Regions from separate parts of the Mus musculus genome. Here regions 1, 2, 3 and 4 are each linked to region 5. The links are chromatin contacts, called in public Hi-C and HiChIP or PLAC-seq maps. All regions are on one chromosome and are shown on one strand. The core of a region is the stretch at or near the end of the contact, and the rest is flanking DNA. Distances in the headings are between cores, read along the strand shown. Region 1 overlaps Gm12694 (a long non-coding RNA gene). Region 2 overlaps Junos (a long non-coding RNA gene). Region 3 overlaps Fggy (FGGY carbohydrate kinase domain containing). Region 4 overlaps Fggy (FGGY carbohydrate kinase domain containing). Region 5 has its middle 130 kb from the start of Gm12707.

Region 1 (2,700 bases), core at 93-2,592, 350 kb after region 5:
AATAGCATGTGTGGATTATTTTGCATACAATAAGTGAATAAAAGAAACCATTCCTGAAGAAGTAAGTCTCAGATGCCCTTGGAGAGCACTGTTGAGGAAAGTGAGGAAGTTGTCCCTCCAGAAGATGCTGATCTGAGCCTCTGATCCCTGAGAACCATGAATCTGTTGCTAGTGAGCAGCAAGGCCCTCTTCCAGCTTTAGCGACCTCAGAGCTGATGAAGAGATGATCATTTCCTCCCAGAGTTGTTTTGTTCTCTTTCCAAGACTTAGAGCAACTGCTGGCTCAATAGGAAGCTCTCTGAAGCTGAGTCAACCTTCACTCATCCTAAGAGGTGACTCACACACCAGTGTGTGGTCCACAAATGCTATGGGGGTGGTACCTCTCCAGAGGCTGCTGATGGCCCTGTCTGAGTTGTTTGTGATCACAAACTCCTCATCAGCAGACAGGAGAACAGATGCTCTAATTAAGTTCTCATACCATCGTGTCCCGTCTGTACTCCTACAGAAGCAGAGAGGCAGCCACGGGCTTTATGGAAACATGAACTTGGGAGAAAGGGGGGGGGGGCATTTCTCCCATTCTCTGACCTTCTTTTGAAGTCTGGCTACGAGTCAGAATGAGATGTGGAAGACCTGAAAACTTGTATTAATCATGTTGTGGTAAAGAGAATATGATCATATGACAGGGAATTTTGGAAGTTGGGGCAATTTCAGGGAGGCAATCTTGTATTGCCTCAAGCTTCACATCACGATAACATTTTATGAAGGTTTAAAAATGATTAACTTATTGTTTTTCTGCTTCTGCCAATATACAAATACTTTATGGGCACTAGACCTTATTCCTCACTTTTACTAGGTTTGCCCTGTGAAGTCTGGCACAAGCCATGTAGTAAAAAAGTTGAGTCTGAATCTGAGTCTTAATTTTCTTTCAAAAAACCACAAGGATGCTCTAACCCTGGATAATGTACTCAAATCGGGGTCTGAGGCCAGAGGTGGTCTGTAGTTGTCAGCATCTTGTTATCAGTGACCTGCAGAAAGTGACCATTGGGAGCTTCCATAACAGCCGCCTTTTGCCAGAAATTTTTTTTGTATTTTTATGAGTATTAATTAGTAGTAGCATTTTTAAGATTTAATTAAAATGTCATCACAGTCTGAGAACCATTAATGCTGTCATCCCATACAGATGTGCTCCAGCCTGTAATTATTAAAGTGCATGTTGTTTTATTTTAATACCTTCCTCAGGTTTTTCTTTTATTATCATATTTCAGCCTCATTTGTGTCACATGATCTCCATTTTGTTATTCTTATTCATTTTTCAGTGCTGAGCACACAGGACCCTAGAGCCTGTGCATGTGAGCCAAGGACTCTACAAAATGCTGTGAACAGACAGACTCAGCCCTAGGATTTAGTGGACATGCTATGAGTTTCAATCAGAATCGCAGAAGCACAGTCCTGGGAAATCCCATCCTCCCACTGTGTGGCAGGTCCCTTGCTCTGCTCTGGTTCTACAGTGAGAACACTCCCAGCATGAGCCTCTCATTGAAAGCAGCTTCCCCCATCTAGTGAGGTGCTGTGGTTTGAATGAGGAGAGTCCCCACAGTCTGGTGCCACAGGACCTTTGAGAAGTGAGTCCCTGGAGGCAGTCCTTGAGGCTTTATGACATGGCCCTGCTTCCTGGTCTTTCTTTGCTTCCTGAGTGTGTGTGCAATATGACCAGCAGCCTCCTACTCCTGCCACCATGTTTTTTCTGCCTTCTGCCATGTCCTCTCCAACATCATGGGCACATCATCATGTGGAACAGGAAGCCAAAGGAAGTCCCTTTTATGTTAAATTGCTTAAGCTAGGGCACTTCATCAAATCAATAAACAATGGACCGGGTCATAGGCAGCTTGCTAAATACTAGCTCAGAGCATATATTGGACTAGTAAGGTTGTAAAAACTATTTTCCAAGTTTACTAGTTCATAGGCATTTACAGAACCGAATTTTATATTCTGTAAGTGAAAATTATGTAATTTTGAGTAGTTGTGTAGTTCACAGAAAGAAACCAGGACTTTTGAATCAGAAATAAATGGGCTTGAATTTTTTAAGCTATTGACTAGCAAGTCAAGGCTTGAGGGAAGCAAAAATTTCTTCACCTAAGATGGAGATAATAACATCTCCCCTGAGTTCTTCTGAGAACCACATGATATTTAAAATATGCATGTAAGATCAAACTTCCAAAGACAATGAGCTGCTCTTCTCTGCTCTTCTGTTTCCGTGATGGAAGTTCTGTTATGGAAATTAAACATGCTACTCTCTTCACTTCCTCTCATGGAGAGAAGGAAGCTAGTCCTCCTCTTCCACCCTACACGAGTCAGAGACTTTCTTGACCAACCAAATGGAACAGAAGTCATGCTTGGGGAATGGCAGAGCTAAGTCATAAGAAATACTACTGTTTTCATCTGGGTCTCTAGGGAAATCAGCTGCAGGGGAAGGCAGCCGCTGTGTAAAGGACTGACTACTCTTAGTACTTTATGTGTGAAAATAGAGAAGCCAGTGGGAGGACGATGCCAGCCATGCAAAGCAGCAGTCATCCCAGACTCCTCCACTAGGTGGTAAGCATGAGGGAGACATCTTCAGAAGATGCCAGAGCCAAATGCCATCTCTACAACTTCTGCAGGAAAGGCCCTGAGGACTTCCCAGCTAAACAGCAGTGTGGAGGG
Region 2 (2,700 bases), core at 66-2,565, 270 kb after region 5:
CTTTCTCTCTGAGTGTGTGTCTGTCTGTCTGTCTCTGTCTCTCTGTCTCTGTCTCTGTTTCTGTCTCTCTGAGTGTTGTCCAGCAAGTTTTCTAGAGGGTTCTATTGGCTCTTTTTTCCTATACCTATGAAATCTATACTTTTGTTGGTTTCCTAATTAGCTTTTTAACCCCTTGTATATTTTCTGGTTTTGTTTTTCTGCTTGTCTTAGTTTTATTTTGCATCTCATTCTCTACATTCCTTGGTTAGATATTTAATTACCTGTTTTTCATTCATTCTAATTTTTAGGTGTAAATATGAAGGCTATGGTTGACTTTTGACTATAACTGTCCCTGTAGTCTGTTTTCATACATGGTAACCTTATTTTCAGTTTATTAAATGGTTTGCAATTGCATGTTTAAATTTTTTTTAGTTACTGAATTATGCTACCTCACACTGTACCTTGATCTAACTGTTCTGGTCACTTGCTATCATCATGTAGCAGCTACAGAAATTAACACTTTCTGTAAACACCTTTCTCTATGACATCTTTTAGGTAAAGAATCTCATGCCTAAATATATACTTTCATTTTCTCATCATGAGAGCAGCAACCCCAGAATATCAGCAGCTTTGAAAATTCAGACATTTTTAAATGGGTACATTACTAAAATGTTTGAATGTACTATGCTGAGAAATAAAAAACAAAAAAACAAAAAACTGTAATCCTACCCAGATCTGTGTTAGCAGTGTCCAATGACCTGGATTTGAATTATGTTCCCAGGATTACAGAGTAAGCATCAGTCTTTTGCAAGGTTGAATACTGTGATTATTTCAAACGGAATGGCCCCAAAGACTCCTCATGTGTTTGAAAGCTTGGCCCATAGGAGTGGCACTATTAGGAGGTATGACCTTGCTGGAATAGGTTTGGCTTTATCAGAGAAGTATGTCACTGTGGGGGCAGGCTTTGAGGTCTTAGATGCTCAAGCAAGGTCTAGTGGCTCCGTCTTTTTACTTGGTATGTGCAAATCAAGATGTAGAACTCTCAGCTCCTTCTCCGGCACCATGGCTGCGCCATACTTCTCACCATGATGATAATAGACTAAACCTCTGGAATTATAAGCCAGCCCCAGTCAAATGTTTTCCTTTATAAGAGTTGGGAGGTGAGGGATCATAGTGTCTCTTCACAGAAATAGAAACCATAAACAAAGCCCATTTCTCTGTAGTCTTCACAAACCACCTCTTTTTATATCAAGTGCTTTGCCTACCCTTCTAGAATTCAGCTCTGGCTAACAAACCATTCTGTAAACTCTTTCAGAGTTAGGGCTGTGACTCACACTTTTTTTTTTTTTTTTTTTTTTTTAATTTTTTCTACACCTTCAGATAAGCCCTGGCCTCTCCCCTCTTGGATCACATAGAAACAAACAACAAGTATTGTTAAGTGTTTGATTCCACCTTTTACAGGACACCTATAAACATTTACTCTGAAATATAAGGCCAAGATTTTAAAGCTAGAAAGGGGTGCAGTTAAAGAAACTTTCAAAGGTTAAAGTCACTACTTGAGATGCATGATCAGAAGAGAAAAGGTATTCCGAAATTTAAAGACTATGCATATAGAGCACATGTAATGGCTGCTATCTGCCCACTACATGTATCCACTAAATGTATCCTCAGCTCATGTTCTGGCACGTATGGCAGTTGTATGTATGATTTCCTTTTCGAATTGCTGTGGCAGCAGCAACTTAAGGAAGGAATGGTTTCTTCTGAGTCACCGTAGAACAAGGAATTCAGTCAGCCACAGCAGGGAAGGCATGACAGCTGCAACATGAGGCGGCTAGTCACACTGATCTACACTCAAGATTCAGAGAGCAGACAGGAAGTGCGGCCAGAGAGCAGACAGGAAGTGCGGCCAGAGAGCAGACAGGAAGTGCGGCCAGGCTATCTACCCTCACGTCTCACCCCTGTGACTACCTACTCCAACAAGACTCTGCCTCCTCAAGATTCCATGCCCTTTCCAAACAGCACCACCAAACAGCTGGAAAACAAGTGCCAACCCAGGAGCCAAGAAGGGGCACAGCTCTTTAAATCACAGTAGCGGCAATGGCCATGGACTCCAAGAGGATGCTCACAACAGTCTGTACATGCTCACTGATGCCCACAACAAACCTGCGAAGAAGACAAGCAGACACTTTTAACTTTGTTTGTTTGTTTGTCTGTTTGTTTGTTTGTTTGTTTTGTTTGTTTGTTTTTGAAAAATAGGTATTTAGGATTCAAAAAGATCAATCCTTCTGAGGTCATAAAGGTAGTAGACAGTTGAAGTAGAAGCAAGCCAAGATCTTTGCTCTGTCCTGACCCTCTATTCTTTAGACTACAGTGACTCCAAGCTGATTTTGGAATCCTAGACATAAGTCACTGCGCTGCTCACCAGCTTGAACGACCAGCTTGCCACCCTGGGAATTTCCTCCGGGTAAACACGTGCTTGGAGACACTAGAGAGTAAACACACAATCCCTGCCCTCATGAGGCCCACAGACTTGTCATGCAATGCACAAGACAAATCCTGTCTGCCATGAGCACTACATCAGAATTAAAGTAATTAATAGGGACATTAAGCACCCTTCATTGAGCATGTACTATGCATCAGGTTCTGTCCTGAACACTTTGCTAGGCAGTGAGTAGCATGAAACACCACCTGCTTAGCTCACAGCCAGAGTTTAAGGACTGG
Region 3 (2,700 bases), core at 176-2,675, 380 kb before region 5:
AGAATGTTCCAGAAAGTAGCTCTATCAAAAGAAATGGTGGCTCACTGTAGGGAGCCTAGAGGGGCCAGGAGTTGACATAACTATTAAGCCTATTAGAATATAAGCACTGTGAGGGGTGGGGAACAGGGGGTGCCTATGAAAGGGGCAGCACATGGCTGGAGACAGCAAGTCTCTGAGAACCTGCCCATGCTTGACCCTTGGATTTGTCTTTTAAAAAATTTAAACCTACTGTGTGAGGAAAAGGAAACATTATTTTATCTTTCAAACACCCAAACAAGTGAAAAATGAAGGCTGTAGAATATTATGCAAAGGAATATGACTTGAATCTAAAAATAACAATGTTGATAGATGAATTTATAAAACTACATACCTAGGAGGTAAAACACACATACAAAACTTATGTTTCCAATGGGGGTGTGGGTGAATCTGTGCTCCTTACTTCCCTGTGCTCTCTTGTGTTTTACTTTGAACAAGTGTTTCTTATATAATAGTTTTAGAGGTGCTTCTCTTCTGGTTTGGTAAGAAAGGAAGAAAGAAAGAAAGAAAGAAAGAAAGAAAGAAAGAGAGAGAGAGAGAGAGAGAGAGAGAGAGAGAGAGAGAGAGAGAGAGAGAGAGAGAGGGAGGGAGGAGGAGTGGGGAGGGAGGGAGGGAAGGAGGAAGGAGGCAGGCAAGCAAGCAAACTAACAACAAATAAACAAACCATTTCATCTATTCTACAGAATCCTATATAGAAAATACTTGAGGAAGAATTAAGGTATGAATTTGGGAGAAAGACTGAGATAAAATATGGGACAAAGCCAGGATGTAGAATAGTGCTCTTAGGATCTCATATTTGTGATCCTTTTAAAGATTCTAAACATTCAAGTACATGAGCACATGTACTTCTAGAAGTTTCTAGAAAAATAAAAATTAAAAATTAAAAAAAAACCACTTGATTTCTGTAACAGTACAGATAGGATGTGCTGTGAAGTACTCTCCTGAACCATCTATGTCCTTCCAGATCATGACCTCGTGTGTTTGCTTAAAACAAACCAAATTGGCTTAAGTTTAAATAAAAACAAAATGAGAGCAAATTTCCTGCATCTTTTCCAAGTCCTGTTCCTCACGCTAAAGATAGGAGAGAAACCCATGGGCAATTCACCTACACTCTGATCTCTGGCTGTGTTACTTGTTCACCTTCAGATATCAGATGGCCCTGAGGATTCCTGGGCCCCATGAATTCCCATGTGAATGGACATATTTGGCCTGAGTGGTCCAAGCTGGAGCCTACAATTATCGGGTAGCTGCAGTCCCTCTTCACAAGCAGAGCTCCTATTACAACAAACCTTCCCCTACCAGTTTTTCAATTATCTATGACTAATGAGCACTCTGGGAACAGTTTCAGACACACACATAATCCTCTTTCCTGATGTCAGCAGCAGAAATTAATGACTATGTGGATTGCTGGGAGACAGAAGATGCATTATAATGGTCAACAGAACTGTTATCCTCTCCAGGAAGGGGGGGGAGGGTATTGAATTAACTGGAAGGTTCAGTGTTCCTTTGTATTCTGAGAGGGAGATGAAACACAGGGGGAGATCTGGCTCCAGGCCCACGGAAATGTCAGAGAGGTTTGGGCGTGGGTGGCATGCGACCCTGCTTCCTTATGCTTGCTGTGGAATGCTGGTACCAGCTCGGTTGGGCAAGGCTGACAGGCCAACCAGATTATGTCCAAGATTGTGCTAAAGGACACTTTGCCTTGCCAGTTGGAGAGAATGCTGGAATTATTTCAAACTCAAGTTACTTTCAATCTGATTTAAAAGTGGGTAACAAGACTGAGAACATACAATTCTCAATCACTATGCAGTATTCAGAGGCATTTCTTAAGTTTGGCGTTTCACACAGACATGACACATGCTTGAATGGTTCCAGAGAATGGTAAGGCCTATCCTGACTCAGATCACATGGGTAGGTCAGCTCTGAGGATTTTCTAGAAAACTGGGACAACTGATAGAAAATGGCTAAAAGGATTGTAGTAGTCTTGGCTCCTGAATTGGAGTTACACTTGTATTAAATGATTCATCCAAGTAGAGACTTCCTGAGAACCCAAAGCTAGTGTTCTTCTTCCACTCTTTAAGGACAGCATCTGATACACCTCCTAGAAATCATGTCATTGTGACTAGAAACTAAATTCCATTTCCATTACTGATTTCACATCAAATTGTATGATATTCATTATCACTTATTATAGAAACGGTGGGTGAATAGACATCTACTGTGTGCACACACTGTCCCAGAGTAGCACCTAGGTTAAGGATTAAGATAGAGGAGATCTTTCTAGCAGGTACTAGTTCTTTCTAATACCACTTCTGAATTACATCTGTTAGTTAACATGTCTTATAATTACTCCATAGTTTAGACAGTTTGATACACATGGAAGATCCCTGACTTTGTATTCTTACTTGGTATTAATATGCCTTATACTCCATATGCTTTAAATGTACTTTTAAATAACTCTTACATACCATATCCCTATATTTGGTTTTATACATCTCTTCCAGTAGAAAGATAATAGCTCACAGACTTTTCTCTCTACATCTTATTTCTTTCACTCCCAAGTATCTAAAACATACTTTTAAAAGTAATGTTTACTTTAGCAAAATTACACATTTTTGTTTATTTTTTAAGATCATAAGACATAGATCAATCACCTTGAACAAA
Region 4 (2,703 bases), core at 84-2,583, 420 kb before region 5:
GTACCCCAAACAAGGTATACCACTGTATGCCATATGGTGGGTCCTTTCATGGTGGTTCCAGCACACATATCACTCTTAGAAGAGGAGATTAAAAATTACAGAACATCTTAAAAAATACTAAGTGCTTATGTGTCCTTCATCAACAAATGGCAGTTCCTCTAGACCACTTCTGAAAGCAGTTATGTTCTACACAGCCAAAACCTTCAACAAATAGAATTCACTAAGGTTTTAAGATCTGTGGCAATTATCCTTTTGTCTTCCTAGGTTCAGCCCAAATTCCTAAGTTTCATCATTTGTTTTTACTTCTTTTAGAATTTCCATGGATGCAATATTTTTGTGCCTACTTCTCTCATTTCTTCTTTGTGTTACTTTATAATTGTTGCACTTATCCACTATATGTAGATGCAGTCTATTCATTAAACATGTAAGTCAGCATATGAATATGATAGTTTAGCAATATGTTCTACTAATGGAAATCCAAACAGGGGATAGTATGATATATGATGTATTAAAAAGGCTCTGTGTATATTGTTTCACAGTGCGGGAGTTTCCCCAAGATTTTATCTAGGAATGAAATTGGTAGAGTGTTGAGCATATGCATACTTAAATGTACTTTGACATGATTATGCAATTTACGCTTCCTCCCCATCTCTTCCTCTGGACTATAACTGACTCAAGGGCTACTTCTACTCTTCGTTATGCCCCATGCCTGGCTTGCAGTCGGTGTTGAACAAGGAAGGTACTTTGGAGCTAAGGCACTCTATATTGAACATAGGTCTGCCAACCTAATAACAAAACCTATGGGTTTTTGTTCTACCACATTTTCCTTATCTACAAAAACTTTATGATCAGTTGTACGGTATTACTTACTTCCCAGTGTAATAGGACTGATCAAATGTAGATCGAGGTAACAACACAAGAAGGTATGGGAATTGTTACCACTGTTTCTCCACTTTGCACCTGGACCAGAGGCCCCAGGATGGGACATGTGAGAGAGGCTTGTCAACAGGAAATGTCCCGTGCATTTATATGGATTAATATAACTTTGTGGAGGGAAGTAGGGTTTCAAATATCACTGCAAAAAGAACAAGGGAGACCAATTAATGGTTCTGAGTCCACACTGCACCTGTGTCCCCAAACTGTTCACTAACACAAATGAAGCTTGCTGATCAAAACAAGCATTTTTAAGTGCTTTTTATCCTGTGGCATGGTTTAACTGTGCTCAAGCTCAAAGCAGAGCTGTGCAAAAGCTGGATTAACAACTGTGCTCCACTCTGCACTGTGGATTCAAAAGTAAAGGCCAGCTTCTTATTTACATGGAAAGATCTTAGGCTTTTGTGGTTTCCTGTTGTGCCCTGGTGCATCTGCACTTTGGTTTCTGGGTTTGTCTTTAGAGCGATACAAACAGTCTCTCTCACTATTCAAGAGAACATAAAAATTCCACAGTCTCTAATTGCTAGCAGATTTTACCAGATCCTCTGTCATGGCTCCTCAGAACAGCTGGACCTAAGCCTTCCAAAGGACATCTTCGAAAGGATAGTGATTTGAGAGATTCCTGTAGTGTGCCCAACACCAACCAGGGACGGGCTCTTCAGCTTGATGCTATTCGTATTTTATTAATATTTATTCATTTACTTCACTCTTAGAACCATTTATCATACATTTAGGCTCTCGTTTATATAAAATATCCTTTGCTAGGGACGGAGAAAAATAGTTGTGGAAAGATTCGGTTGTCCTCTTATGACATTTGTTGCAGGCATTTTTGAATCCCCCATTACAGCCTTTGTAGACACTACAATTATAGACCCTGTGGCTCATGGCATGGCTCCCTAGCAGAGCACATGCTTACCATACACAAAGCCCTGGGTATTAGCCTGGCACTAATAAGTAAATAAATGAAATAAAGTAAAATGAAGTGAGAGATACTTATCTACTGCTTTCCATAAGACCTTACTAAATCAGCCCTCATGGTTGGGGCTGGAGTTTCTCAGGTCTGATATGTGCCTATTAGCTGAGCTGCACTGGCTTACGGCTCAATGGAAAACATAGAGAGGGAAACAACTAATGACATGTAACCTGGAGTCCTTCCTGTAGCAAACCAGACTCTGATCAGCTATAGAACCCTTGAAATCTGAGCTAACAATGATGGAGCAACAGAGGATGCCATGAAAACAGCTTAGGGGTTGTGTAGATGGGCACCCAAGCTGTTACCCTTTCGCTTATTAGCCGTGGTACATGGAGTAAAGCCCTCAGTTCCTTTGTGAAAGAAGAAAGGAATAAAAGAAAAGAAAACATCACCTGTTCTTACTGTTGTACTGCCTCTGGGCACTGAATTCCTTAAATACTTCCTACACTGAAAAGCATTGAGAAAAAAAAATTCTTTTTTTCATTCTTATTTTATTTCTTTCTAAGAAGAAACCCCATAAACAAGAAAAACTAAACAGCCACCAAGAACAAGTCCTCTGTCCATCACTGGGGCTTTGCTCACGGGGTCTGCTTTCTCTCTATGGTTGTGTGGTTCCTCTCAGGGTCTGGCAGACTTTTAAGAGCATGCCCCACAGCTCAAACTGGTCCCAGGGACATTCATAAGATATTCATCAAGAAGAAGAGTATCTTTCAAAGAATATATAAAAAAGTCTCTATGATGTCACTTCCATCATATATTACACAGGGAAATGTAATCTATTTAGTACTTTATGGGAA
Region 5 (2,730 bases), core at 188-2,687:
GGCTCAGTGCTCAAGAGCATTCACTGGACACCTATGCAGACTGAGTTCAGATCTTCAGCACCCATAAACAGACAGGCATGACCTGTAACCCCGGTGTCAGGCCTCTGGTGAATCTCTGCCTCTTCCCAGTACTTTGGTTGTTTCTGTCAGCATTCCTCAGTTCCCTTTCAATGCCTTTTTGCCTACTCCAGGTGTCAGTGACTAGTCTTCATGGAACCCAAGGTCAAACCCCTTTCTGGAGTGCTCGGTGACCAGTGACTGCCTCAGCTACTGTTTTGTGATCTCTGAGGTCACAGAGTTCTAAGTGGGATAAACAACATCACTTGAAGATCTCACTGTGGGCTGCCTCCTCACTCACAGGCCTGCCTCCATCTTCTCCCTTTCCTCTCTCAAACATCCTGCATGCTTAACATTTGAGTCTGGTTTCTTGGGAGACCACAGCATGTGACAAGAGTCTATCACAGAATCTTCAGATAACCCAAAAGCTTGGAGAAAGCAAGACACTGCCCCCATCAATTCCTAACTCACCAGTAGGTTTTTGGTGTGTGTGTGTGTGTGTGTGTGTGTGTGTGTGTGTGTGTGTGTGTGTGTGTAGGGGGGGTTGTTTGGTTGGTTTTTGGTTTGGTTTGGTTTTATTTAAATAGCAAATACAGGAACCTGCTCACTGAACTGTTCAGTGAAGGAAGACTAGTTGCGATGCCCTAGGATAGCAATTATACCATTCAAATCGATCAGCTCAAACACGCAATTCTGAACTATTATTTCTGTTCCCATTTTGCAGATGAATAAAGTAAATCACCTTGCGGCTCTAAATTCTGCCTAAGGACACATATTTAGGGGGTGGATCTGGCTCCTAGTCACTTATTAGTGCTGCTTATATCCATGTGGCTATGTATCTCTCATCCACCAGTGTATTAAGCAGGGACAGAAAAGCACTGAATGTGGAAAGAGAGACAGCCAGCTTATATTTCACAGGCCTGGAATCATCACAGAACATTTCTGGTAAAGAAATGTCTGTTCTAAGAGTGTGGTATATTAAGGGTACCAGCTTGTCAAAGCACCCTGGAGAATTTTGATGCATGGGTGAGTTCTGGTGCCATTAATGTAGTTGTTGGCACACTGAAGATGCATTTTAGAGCCCTTCAAGGAAGGATTGGGCATGGCCATCTTGGCAAGGAGAGGGAGCAGCCCAGACTCTATCCTTTTCTAGGGTCGTGGGTCTGGGGCCAGGGCTCTTTGAGCTGCACTTCCTGAGATCTGGCTAGCAAGCTGCCTGGGCATGGGGAGCCACAGACCTAAAGCCAGGGATCCCTCAGGAAGTGGAAGCTTTGGGGGAGGCACCGGAAAGGGGAGGGGTGAGCGAAGCCCCCTCCCTCCAAGCATTGTGCGTTGCTTCCTCCAACAGGATGCCAGGAGCACCACAGAATGGGGACTCATTTGTCTTCATTTGAGGCACAATAACTTGCCTACCGCTGGCCTTTTTCTCCGGCTTTGCTGAGAGCAACAGGATGTGGGTTCTGCCAAGAAAGAAGGAAGGAAGGAGGCAGGCCAGGGAAATGACAGGAGCTGGGGTTGTGTAGCCCTCCAGCCTGACCCTGGACCCTGAAAGCCTTCAGACTGTCTGGGTCCAGCTGAGCCAGTGCGCAGCTGAAGGGCAAGCGACTGTAAGCTATGGAACTAGGAGAATCTGAGTTATAGCTGCTGGCCATCCGAGCGGCCTGCAGCCGGCTTTTACCTTAATCTAGTTTGCTTTGAACATTTCGAAAGAAAAACAGACGATTTCAGTTCAGAGTAGAACTTTCTTTCCTTTTTTACAACAAAAATCCCAAACAAAACAACAACAAAACCTTGCTTTGCAGTTGAGATTTTGTTGTGCTCACCCAAGTTGCCCCCCCCCACACACACACACCCCTCTACTCTCCTCTTCTCACTGCTGTGCAGTACAGTAGGGCAGAGAAGGAAGCTTACCAGTGACAAAGTTAGGGAGAGTGACTTAGTGGCTTAGCTCGAAATGCTGGAATCAACATTTCGTTTTACCTACAAAGGAATAAAAAAAAAATGTCAATGAGCTTTAATGAATATTTGTTAATTATTATGACCTACATGTATATAGCAGAAACTGGGCTTCCGGTCAGTCCCTCAAAGCTAACCCAGAAACTCACAGTTCAACAGGCCCTCAACCAAGTAGTCCACAACCTACAAGGTTAGGACTGTCCACATCTCAAGAGCCAGTGTCCAAAAGACCCAGAGGCTTTCCTAAAGAGAGGTTATATTGTAGTTTTCGTTCCAAAATTATTTCAAAAATCACAATTTTTATTCTATTTTACTTAATTTCGTGGTGTATGTATGTGTGTGTGTGTGTGTGTGTCAGTGCATGTACAGAGGTCAGAAAACACAATTTGTGGGAGTCGGTTCTCTCCTTCCACCATGTGGGATCAGGGATCAAACTCATGCTGGGCTTGACAGCAAGTGCCATTATCTGCTGAGCCATCTCTAAAGCCCAAGATCATAATTTTTCCAAAGCATACTGGTAGCTCTTTCTATTTTCTGCCTTTAATCCAGAGGTGGGATGCAGGGATAAGGGAGGACCAGGGCCTGAAGGAGTTTTTGGTGATGGGTCCTGGAATAAGATTATGAAAGAAAATAGGCCACTAATCCTGATAAACTCCCACCGCAGCCCTGGACCCCGTGCGTGGTCCCACTAGGTCCCTCCTCTCTTAGTGTCACTCA

Evidence for each region. HiChIP or PLAC-seq counts read pairs in DNA pulled down with a chosen protein or histone mark. Hi-C and Micro-C count contacts between places; a contact is called where the count stands out from the background.
Region 1: an SMC1A HiChIP or PLAC-seq map of large pre-B cells shows a contact between it and region 5, with 2.5 times the contacts expected there. The contact joins two enhancer-like sites. A contact is called at or near these places in 1 of 15 datasets of contacts at CTCF or cohesin (large pre-B cells), 3 of 484 Hi-C or Micro-C datasets (bone marrow-derived macrophages, cerebellum and embryonic stem cells) and 1 of 115 datasets of contacts at active chromatin or transcription factors (large pre-B cells).
Region 2: an H3K27ac HiChIP or PLAC-seq map of microglia shows a contact between it and region 5, with 5 times the contacts expected there. The contact joins two enhancer-like sites. A contact is called at or near these places in 2 of 115 datasets of contacts at active chromatin or transcription factors (acute myeloid leukemia and microglia).
Region 3: a contact with region 5 is called in a Hi-C map of the HPC-7 cell line, with 2.1 times the contacts expected there. The contact joins two enhancer-like sites. A contact is called at or near these places in 1 of 15 datasets of contacts at CTCF or cohesin (the NIH/3T3 cell line), 2 of 484 Hi-C or Micro-C datasets (the HPC-7 cell line and embryonic stem cells) and 2 of 115 datasets of contacts at active chromatin or transcription factors (embryonic stem cells and large pre-B cells).
Region 4: a contact with region 5 is called in an H3K4me3 HiChIP or PLAC-seq map of the 230-238 cell line, with 10 read pairs. The contact joins two enhancer-like sites. A contact is called at or near these places in 1 of 15 datasets of contacts at CTCF or cohesin (the NIH/3T3 cell line), 1 of 484 Hi-C or Micro-C datasets (bone marrow-derived macrophages) and 2 of 115 datasets of contacts at active chromatin or transcription factors (the 230-238 cell line and T-cell acute lymphoblastic leukemia).

The regions. Positions count from the first base shown.
Region 1 is chr4:94,999,228-95,001,927 of GRCm38.p6, reverse strand. All of the region lies in intron 2 of Gm12694 (a long non-coding RNA gene), which reads right to left. Among named protein-coding and RNA genes, the nearest start is that of Gm12694, 21 kb to the right of the region's middle. Within about 2 kb of position 1,342, at least 69 of the 459 cell types and tissues checked have an H3K27ac peak or open chromatin away from gene starts, as enhancers often do. A contact at or near this core is called in bone marrow-derived macrophages, where this site is marked.
Region 2 is chr4:95,083,271-95,085,970 of GRCm38.p6, reverse strand. The region is part of intron 1 of Junos (a long non-coding RNA gene); the gene reads right to left. Among named protein-coding and RNA genes, the nearest start is that of Junos, 32 kb to the right of the region's middle. Within about 2 kb of position 1,315, at least 48 of the 459 cell types and tissues checked have an H3K27ac peak or open chromatin away from gene starts, as enhancers often do. A contact at or near this core is called in acute myeloid leukemia and microglia, where this site is marked.
Region 3 is chr4:95,732,741-95,735,440 of GRCm38.p6, reverse strand. The region is part of intron 6 of Fggy (FGGY carbohydrate kinase domain containing); the gene reads right to left. Among named protein-coding and RNA genes, the nearest start is that of Fggy, 180 kb to the right of the region's middle. Within about 2 kb of position 1,425, at least 81 of the 459 cell types and tissues checked have an H3K27ac peak or open chromatin away from gene starts, as enhancers often do. A contact at or near this core is called in the HPC-7 cell line, where this site is marked.
Region 4 is chr4:95,776,676-95,779,378 of GRCm38.p6, reverse strand. The region is part of intron 8 of Fggy (FGGY carbohydrate kinase domain containing); the gene reads right to left. Among named protein-coding and RNA genes, the nearest start is that of Hook1, 190 kb to the left of the region's middle. Within about 2 kb of position 1,333, at least 31 of the 459 cell types and tissues checked have an H3K27ac peak or open chromatin away from gene starts, as enhancers often do. A contact at or near this core is called in the 230-238 cell line, T-cell acute lymphoblastic leukemia and bone marrow-derived macrophages, where this site is marked.
Region 5 is chr4:95,352,833-95,355,562 of GRCm38.p6, reverse strand. No RefSeq gene overlaps it. Among named protein-coding and RNA genes, the nearest start is that of Gm12707, 130 kb to the left of the region's middle. Within about 2 kb of position 1,437, at least 109 of the 459 cell types and tissues checked have an H3K27ac peak or open chromatin away from gene starts, as enhancers often do. A contact at or near this core is called in the 230-238 cell line, the HPC-7 cell line, T-cell acute lymphoblastic leukemia and 3 more, where this site is marked.